Regions from separate parts of the Zea mays genome. Here region 2 is linked to region 1. Evidence: chromatin contacts called from public Hi-C data. All regions are on one chromosome and are shown on one strand. Each heading gives the region's core, a stretch centred on a gene start, on an enhancer-like site or on the middle of the called end of the contact. The rest is flanking DNA. Distances are from core to core; before and after follow the strand shown. Region 1 has its middle 19 kb from the start of LOC100283170. Region 2 holds the start of LOC115565779 (ubiquitin-conjugating enzyme family).

The links. A called contact is a pair of places that touch in the nucleus more often than the background predicts.
Region 2: a contact with region 1 is called in a Hi-C map of leaf, with 5 times the contacts expected there. The contact joins the promoter of LOC115565779 here to the enhancer-like site in region 1. A contact is called at or near these places in 2 of 25 Hi-C or Micro-C datasets (ear and leaf).

Annotation. Positions count from the first base shown.
Region 1 is chr1:241,388,862-241,392,557 of Zm-B73-REFERENCE-NAM-5.0, reverse strand. No RefSeq gene overlaps it. Among protein-coding and RNA genes, the nearest start is that of LOC100283170, 19 kb to the right of the region's middle. Within about 2 kb of position 1,272, at least 18 of the 20 cell types and tissues checked have an H3K27ac peak or open chromatin away from gene starts, as enhancers often do. A contact at or near this core is called in ear and leaf, where this site is marked.
Region 2 is chr1:241,651,112-241,655,254 of Zm-B73-REFERENCE-NAM-5.0, reverse strand. LOC115565779 (ubiquitin-conjugating enzyme family) reads left to right here and starts at 2,493. Exons shown (of 6, transcript NM_001372121.2): 1 at 2,493-2,657; 2 at 2,774-2,853; 3 at 3,122-3,236; 4 at 3,335-3,387; 5 at 3,484-3,612. The coding sequence starts at 2,614.

The sequences.
Region 1 (3,696 bases), core at 23-2,522:
GTCGGTGTCGGGGCTGGTGTCGGACGAATACGGGGAGGAGGCGCATGCTCCTATGCCCTCTGCCGAGAATGGGGTGTTGCGGAGGTGGAGGCATGAGGGAAGAGAGAAAAGAAATAGAATGGCGAACGAGGTGGTGGCAACTGAGACGAGTACCATTATTATCGTGCGGAGGCCAGATGGGTCGTGTCTGGCGAACAACACATTTAATAGTGCCTGGGCCAACTCGGCACGAGCGTCGTGCGGTGCTTGGCCCGTAGCCTCGGTCCATAGTGCTGGCCCGGCCCGGCACGATTATTTTTTTCTTTTATAAGAAATCATATATACATATGTACAATTTATATTAATTATTATAAACAATTGAGTATGATGTTCTACTGGTTGACAACTTCATCTAGTGTCTCGCACCCTTCTTCCATTAAGGTGTGGGTTAAAACCCTAACTCCTGCATCGTCTCTTCTTAACATAATTCACTTCATGTACCACTTTTTAACATAATAACCCACCTCCTACACCACTTTTTAACATTTTACGCTGAGTTGATTTGGAAAAAATGTATGGACTTTTTTATAAAAAGATGAACGTTGAAATTGGTGTTTAAGTATAGACAAAGAGAAGGGATATGGATCCGCCACCTATGAAAGCTCAGGTATAACTAACCTCCCTGCAGCTGGCCCGGTCTACGCACGCATTTGCATGGCGACGCGAAGATAATAACAACAGCGACATATTTCCCTTTTGGGAACCTAGCTAGCTCTTGGACGCACGTCGGAGCATGCATGTATGTACACGTATGATGCGGTGGTGATCACGCAAGGTGCGTGCCAGCCAGTGTGGCGCTACGACGTCGACGAGCTCTACATCATCCTACATGTCTCGAAAGGCAACGCACTGCAGACTGCAGTCGGTGTGTGGTGCCGAGGTGATCTCGATCGGCTAGGGGCCGGGGCAGGCGTGATTGCATGGAGGAACGACGCGCGTGGCGCGAGTGCGGGTGTTAGGTCGGCGGGATGATCGGTCGGAGTGGTGGTGGCACGTCAAGCAGCAGCTGGAGATAGCTAGCTAGCAACCACGGTGGGTGTCGTCGTCGAGCCGCTGCATGTGTCTGGTAACGTCCGCATGGCATAGCGCGCGGCACACGGCGTTCTTTTTTGCGCTGACGATATCGACGGAGTTGGTAGAGGCTTTTTTTGACGGTGCCGACCGTATCCCTGTGTCCTGCGATTTCCAGCCCGGCCCAAGTGTGGTCTGTTCGTGGTGAGTTCGAGGCCCATAAGGGCAGAAGGCTGTAGCTGCTTCTAGTGACCAAGCCTGGCCGGTGTACACGTACTGTAGGCTGTAGCTTGTACGAAGATACGTGACACGAGATATGGAAAACGGAAAACATGCCAATAGGCAATAGGGTTCGGTCAAACCACTTTGGTTCCAGTCGATTTAAAACTGGTATTATTAGTAATAGATACAGGGCCGATTGTAAATCCGGAGATCCGTGCAAGCTAAGTCCCTCAACCGGTACTAATATTTTATGTAATTCGGTACCGATTCAATACAAGAACCGGAACAAATACATTTATATCGGTTCTGTCAAATAAACTGGTACTAAAGCTTAAATCTTTAATACTGTTTAAAACATCAACCGGTACTAAAGATTCCATAAGTGGCTCAAGCTCTAAGGCTATGGTGAAGTCTAATATTTAGGCGGTTTCAGTTATCGCACGCCAGTAAAAGAAACACTATATGGAGAAAATTCATTTTCGGCGGCCAGAAGCCGCCGAAAATAGGGCCTATGCTGTCGAAAATAAGCTATTTTCGGTGGCTCCTGGCCGCCAAAAAAAACATTAGCCAGAAATAACTACTAATTTTCGGCAGCCAGAGCTCGGCCACCGAAAATAGCTTATTTTCGGCGACCGGCTCATAAGCCGCCGAAAATAGTGGCCGCCAAAATTTTGCCAGGCTTATTTTCGGCGGCCCACGCATGGCCGCTGAAAATAAGTAATTTCAGAGAGAGAAAAATATGATAGAAATGTAAAAAACAGCAATTTCAACAACAATATAATCACAACAATATGACAGAAACAACAATTCCAGAATTACACACATTTAACACAAAATATCACAATTCTTCACACATATATCACTGTTCACTAAAATACCTTACAAGTCCATTACAGTCTAATAGAAACTCACAATTCCATCACAAATAGGGGTCGTTTGAGTTGTGACCACACATAGTCCATTACAATATAACACAAATGTCACACCCGGGTTTTAGGGGGCACCAAACCCGGGCGCAAACTTCACCAAGTGTGCTGGGACCAAGTCTCACACATATGATGACTCATGCTACAAAAACAAATGTCACATCTTTACTATATAATAGGAGTTCTGTACAAAATAGTTAAATAATTACATCATATGCAGACAACGACCCAACAACCATAGTTGACTGGGAGACGATGGCCTAGACCACTCACGAACCCATCACATCATCCTTCATGCGCTTCATCTAGTGGTACTTGTTCTTGACCTGTGGATGTGAGTACAGCAAGGGTGAGCTCACATACGTTCATCGCTCAACAAGTTATGGGGAATAATGTGCATGAACTCACCAAAGGTGGGAGCTCATGTGAAGTGTAAGGCTTACCAAAAGAAATGGTTAAAGTTGAGCATTGCTTTTAAATTTGGTCAAAATTTTATTAGCAGTTACTAAGTATAAGTAGATACCAACCCAATTAAGTAAGAGATCAAAATTGATAATAACATCCGCGATGCAATGCATATAACAGATTAAATTTAGTTCCATAAATTAATCATGCAAGAGTCCTTAGATGCTCATAACCGCGAGCATGACTGATATACCAGTTTTACATTCTGCAGAGGTTGCACACTTTACCCACAAGTCGTGTATCCCCGTCTAGCCAGGGTTAGCAAACCCTTAGACACTTCCGAGATGAATGGCTAGGGATCGACTACGAGGCATTTACAAAGTTTCACTAGCTTCAGAAAACCCGCTACAGTTTCTAGGGAGGCCCACCTACACCTGTCATTGTCCCAAAGGCCTCGGACGGCTGTACAGGTGTGCCAAATAGCTTGACAGGACCAAGATCTCACTTCTTCCTTTACATCCCAAGAGCGATTAACCCATCGCACAGACACTGCAACACAAATTAGAGTAAAGCGGAAAGAGTTATAATAACTTAATCCACATTCAGATGTTTGAGTAATAATATTGGAAGAGAGTAGTTATTACAATATAGGTGTTCGAGTGTAGCCTACTTATTACATAGCTGGAAGGTTAGCACCTTCCAGAACCCAGTACTTAAGTTTCGCCCTCTTGCTTTGGGACGACCATGATGCAGAAACAACAAAACTCCGAAGGTTCATCACCTGCAATGGTGGGTTCAAAGAACCCTTAGTACGAAGGTACTTTCGCAAGTCTTACCCAACTAAAGAAAAGACTCTCAAGGATATGTTGTCATTTGGGAATCAAGGTATATAACAAGAATCAAGGACTCTTTTACATAAAAGCTTACTAAACTTGGTCCTTAAGCTTTCATTTTACTTGCCAAGTTAAGTAGTTTCCTAAATCTAGATTATCCTGATCTAGATCATTCACTTCATTTATTCCAGCTTTCTTTATCACACCCTAATTTCACTTGTTAACTACGATGTAGAGCAATGACCAAGTCTTCATATCCA
Region 2 (4,143 bases), core at 1,244-3,743, 260 kb before region 1:
TTGTTGGCTGGTTCTGAGCACGAACCACCTGTTATTGGGAGCACCAGCTTCGGAGCCGAAGCAGCTCCAGCTCGATCATTGAACGAAGCCATCAGCTTGAGAAAGTGGAAGTGAGTTCACCGGAGGTGGGCGCCAATGTTGGGGACTTGTTCTCAAATGCTATGAATTAAGAACAAGACAACATAAAATATTAAATATTAATGCCCTTCGTCCGCGGAAGCATTGTCTCCCTAAGGATTTAATGAGCTTCGGACGAAGGCCATAAACAAAATATCACGAAAGTCATACTTACGTGATCAAACTTGAAAAACAATATGAAGTAAAATGTAAAATATAAGACATTATAGAAAGACATGCCGAAAATGAATAACGATGTTCATATATATATATTTTATTATGTAAACTTAAATATTGAAACATAGCATTTAGGTACATTTATACCTTCGTCTTAGCAGAAAGCAATGATTCCAGCGTAATGTGCCAGTGATTACAAGATTGCGTGAACAGTACAGAGGTACTGTTCACCTATTTATAGGCACAGGGCGTGGCCTGTGAGGAATTACAATTATGCCCCTCATAAGGAATTACAACGGTGACTCAAACATATATGGACTAAAAGGTCATTCTACTTTTATGTCGGTTTATAAATTCCAAAGCTTCACGAAGAGGAACCTTCGGTCATCTCATACGAACAGCTTCAGCAGAAAATTGCTTCTTCCTTCAAGACCTTCGGCGACGAAGCATAGTCCCAACAGGGTACAAGCTCTGCAGAGTGTAAAACTGGTATACTAGCCGAGCTCACGGTCATGAGCGGCTGAGGACTCTCTGATGTTTAAATTATGGAACTTAAATTCAATTTTGTCATTTGCATTGCATGGGTTTATTATTAATTTTGTTCAATTACTTTACTTAAGGTTTGGTATTTACTTACACTTAGTAACTGCTAATAAAATTTTGACCAACTACTTAAAAGCAATGCTCAGCTTTAACTCCTGTCATTGATTAGCCTTACACATCACATGAACTACCACCTTTGTGAGTTCATGTCCACTGGTTCCCCACAACTTGTTGAGCTATGATCATGTGTGAGCTCACCCTTGCTGTCTCACACCCCCAGGAGAAGAGCAGGTGATTCAGGAGGAGCCACAAGGCGAGGAGTATGATCTGATCTAGGTGTCGTTTCTCAGTTGACATTGGCGCCGACGATCCTTAGTTCGTTTTATGTTTATCCTTTTATTTTGTAATAAGTCTTCCGCTATGTAATAAATACTCTGATTATTGTGACATTTATCTGTATACACTCTGTTATTATATATGTTGTCTTCTTGGCGCATGTATGAGATGCATCTGGCTTTGTCCCTTAAAGCCGGGTGTGACAATCTATGAGCTAGTTTGTAGGTTGTTGAAGTCCGATTCTTTAGCTTCCTGAAGTCCAATACTTCAGGTTGCTGGTCCCAGTGTTGAGCGGCACCAGAACATCTTGTCACACCAAGTCGCGATGGTGGAGATTGGCTTCGTGATTCCTAGCATGGACTATCGTCATGCATGCAGATCAGATTAACCATGCACTCTTGGCACTCAAACATGTAGTGACGGAGTGTGCAATGAAAAAAGTCGTCATGCATGTTTAAACCTGAAAAAATCCAGTCAACACTTCGTTTACATAGTCTGTTGGTAAACATGTCTTATAGGAAGCAATACCGAAGAATAATGTTTTGTATTAGGAGAAAAAGTTTTTAGTTATAGTCTAATTTTAGAGAATTGAATCTTTGATTTCAAATCTCTAATTCCACGTGGAATTAAACAACAGAATTTAAGAAAACTAATTTCAATTTACAATTCTGAGTTTCAGTATCTACGTACAAACAGGGTGCTAGAGAATACTACCCTTGTACCAAAAGCTCCGTGAAATGAGTCCTCCGTTGGTGGGCTGCCACGCGCCCGCGTCGGCAGCCGGGAAAAGCTGCCAGCACATGCCTCTCGCTCACTGCCACCGTCCACCGCTGCCGCCGAAGCAAAGCACTTTGCGGCGGTTTGGCCTGCCCAGTCCACTCTTCACAGGCTCACAGTAGTCAGTAACTACGAGAGGAAAACGGATGCAAATTAACCGGCACCATCCCTAACAACCAACCACCCGCCGCTTTCCTCAGTTGGTCTCCTCCTCACGCAGCACAATCCCTCCTAGAGGCTAGAGCAAAAGTCCTAAAGGCCTCAATTAGATTAGACAAAAAAGACGCGATTGGATCACTGGCGAGGGAGGCGTGTTTAGGGGGGTGGCGACCGAAGTTAGCCGCCGAGCTCGGCAGCGTTTTGCGTGATTGATTGCGTCCCTAATCCTCACTTCGTTCGCTTTGTCCCTTTCATCATCCCCTGTGCTTGTCTCGCCCGCTCTCTCTCGCCTTCCACAACCCTCTCCCTCTTCCATCTCATTTCCGCTGCGGCTGCAACAATAAAATAATAAGTCTCGTGCAGGCGAAGGACGTACGACGACGCGGACGCACCGTCAAAGTCTACAGGCTGCGCAATCCCTTTCTCCCTCTTATCCCCAAGGCGAGGAGCTGAGGGGGGGGGGGGGGCCCTTCTGCTGCTGTTCTTGTTTCCCCGCTCTCCAAGATGTCGTCCCCGAGCAAGCGCCGCGAGATGGACCTTATGAAGCTGTGAGGATGCTGGACCTCTCTTGGTCTGTTTTCCAATTCTGCCTGACCGTGTTCTGCTTGCTTTTTTTTTTGATCTGGCCATTCTTGCCGGCTTTCTTGGTTTATCGGCGTCGCAGGATGATGAGCGACTACAAGGTCGAGATGGTGAACGATGGGATGCAGGAATTCTTCGTCGAATTCAAGGGGCCGGCCGAAAGTAATAGCCCTCGCGCTGAATCCCGGTTGCTCTTCTCTCTCCCTGCCTCCCGTGCTGATGGTGCACGCTCCTGATTCTGATCTAGATGTTGTGGGGTGGAAGTTCAGTTTCAGGAAAACTGCCAGTCTCCACTGTTGATCGTGTTCAGATATTCTTGTCCGTTTAGCTTCATCCTTGATTGGTTGCTCAGTTGACCCGAACCGTCCTTCCTTTTCAGTCATAGTTTATCACAGGATTTTGCCAAATAAATTCGTACTCAATTTGGTAGGTATCTACCAAGGCGGTGTCTGGAAGGTTAGGGTAGAACTGCCTGATGCATATCCTTACAAATCCCCGTCCATCGGCTTCATCAACAAGATTTATCACCCAAATGTCGATGAGATGTGAGCATTATGGTCTTAAACTATTTTTCTTATTTTATTGAAGTTCATGCATGGAGTTAACATTTCCTTACCTGTTCTTATTTGACTGCAAAATGCAGGTCTGGCTCTGTATGTTTAGATGTCATAAACCAAACATGGAGCCCAATGTTTGGTGAGATACTCTCTTCTCTTCCATTGATGCTATGAGCTCTTATCTTATATAATCTATAATCTGAGCTAGATCTTTTTCCACATTCCTCTTTTGCAGATCTAGTAAATGTTTTTGAAGTATTCCTTCCACAGCTGTTACTATATCCAAATCCTTCTGATCCATTAAATGGGGAGGCTGCAGCACTGATGATGCGTGATCGTCCTGTTTATGAACAGAAAGTGAAAGGTACAGTGGTCCACTAAAATCCTCTGGTTGTTTTCAGTACGTTGTCTATAATTCTAAGATATTGTTTTGTTTGGTTGAAACATCACCTCCAGGCCTACTTTGCCATAATGTTCTACTACAGATTCATTCTTTTTTTGTCATATGCATTGCAACCTAAGTGTTATCCACACTTGAATGTTCTCTTGCAACCAGGTTCTTCATGCACCAAATTATCAAAAAAGTTCTGATCTTTTATTCCCATAACTTAGCTTTCTTACATTAGTTAAGAGTAAACTGAGTTCTCTTAAACCTACCATGTTCAAGTTACACTACAACACAATCACTGACTAGTAGTTACACTACAAGACGATCTACCAAGGTCTTCAAAATCTACATTGCTACCCTTAAGAGAAGATACTACCAATTACAAAGTTTGAGAAAAAATGGTGAAATGGTCTCTAGCTGAGTTGGTTAGGTGGTCTGATTAACACTTCTCAGCAGGGTTCGAGGGTTTTCTCGACCTGTGTGTGAGGTCTTCTCTTAATACAATGC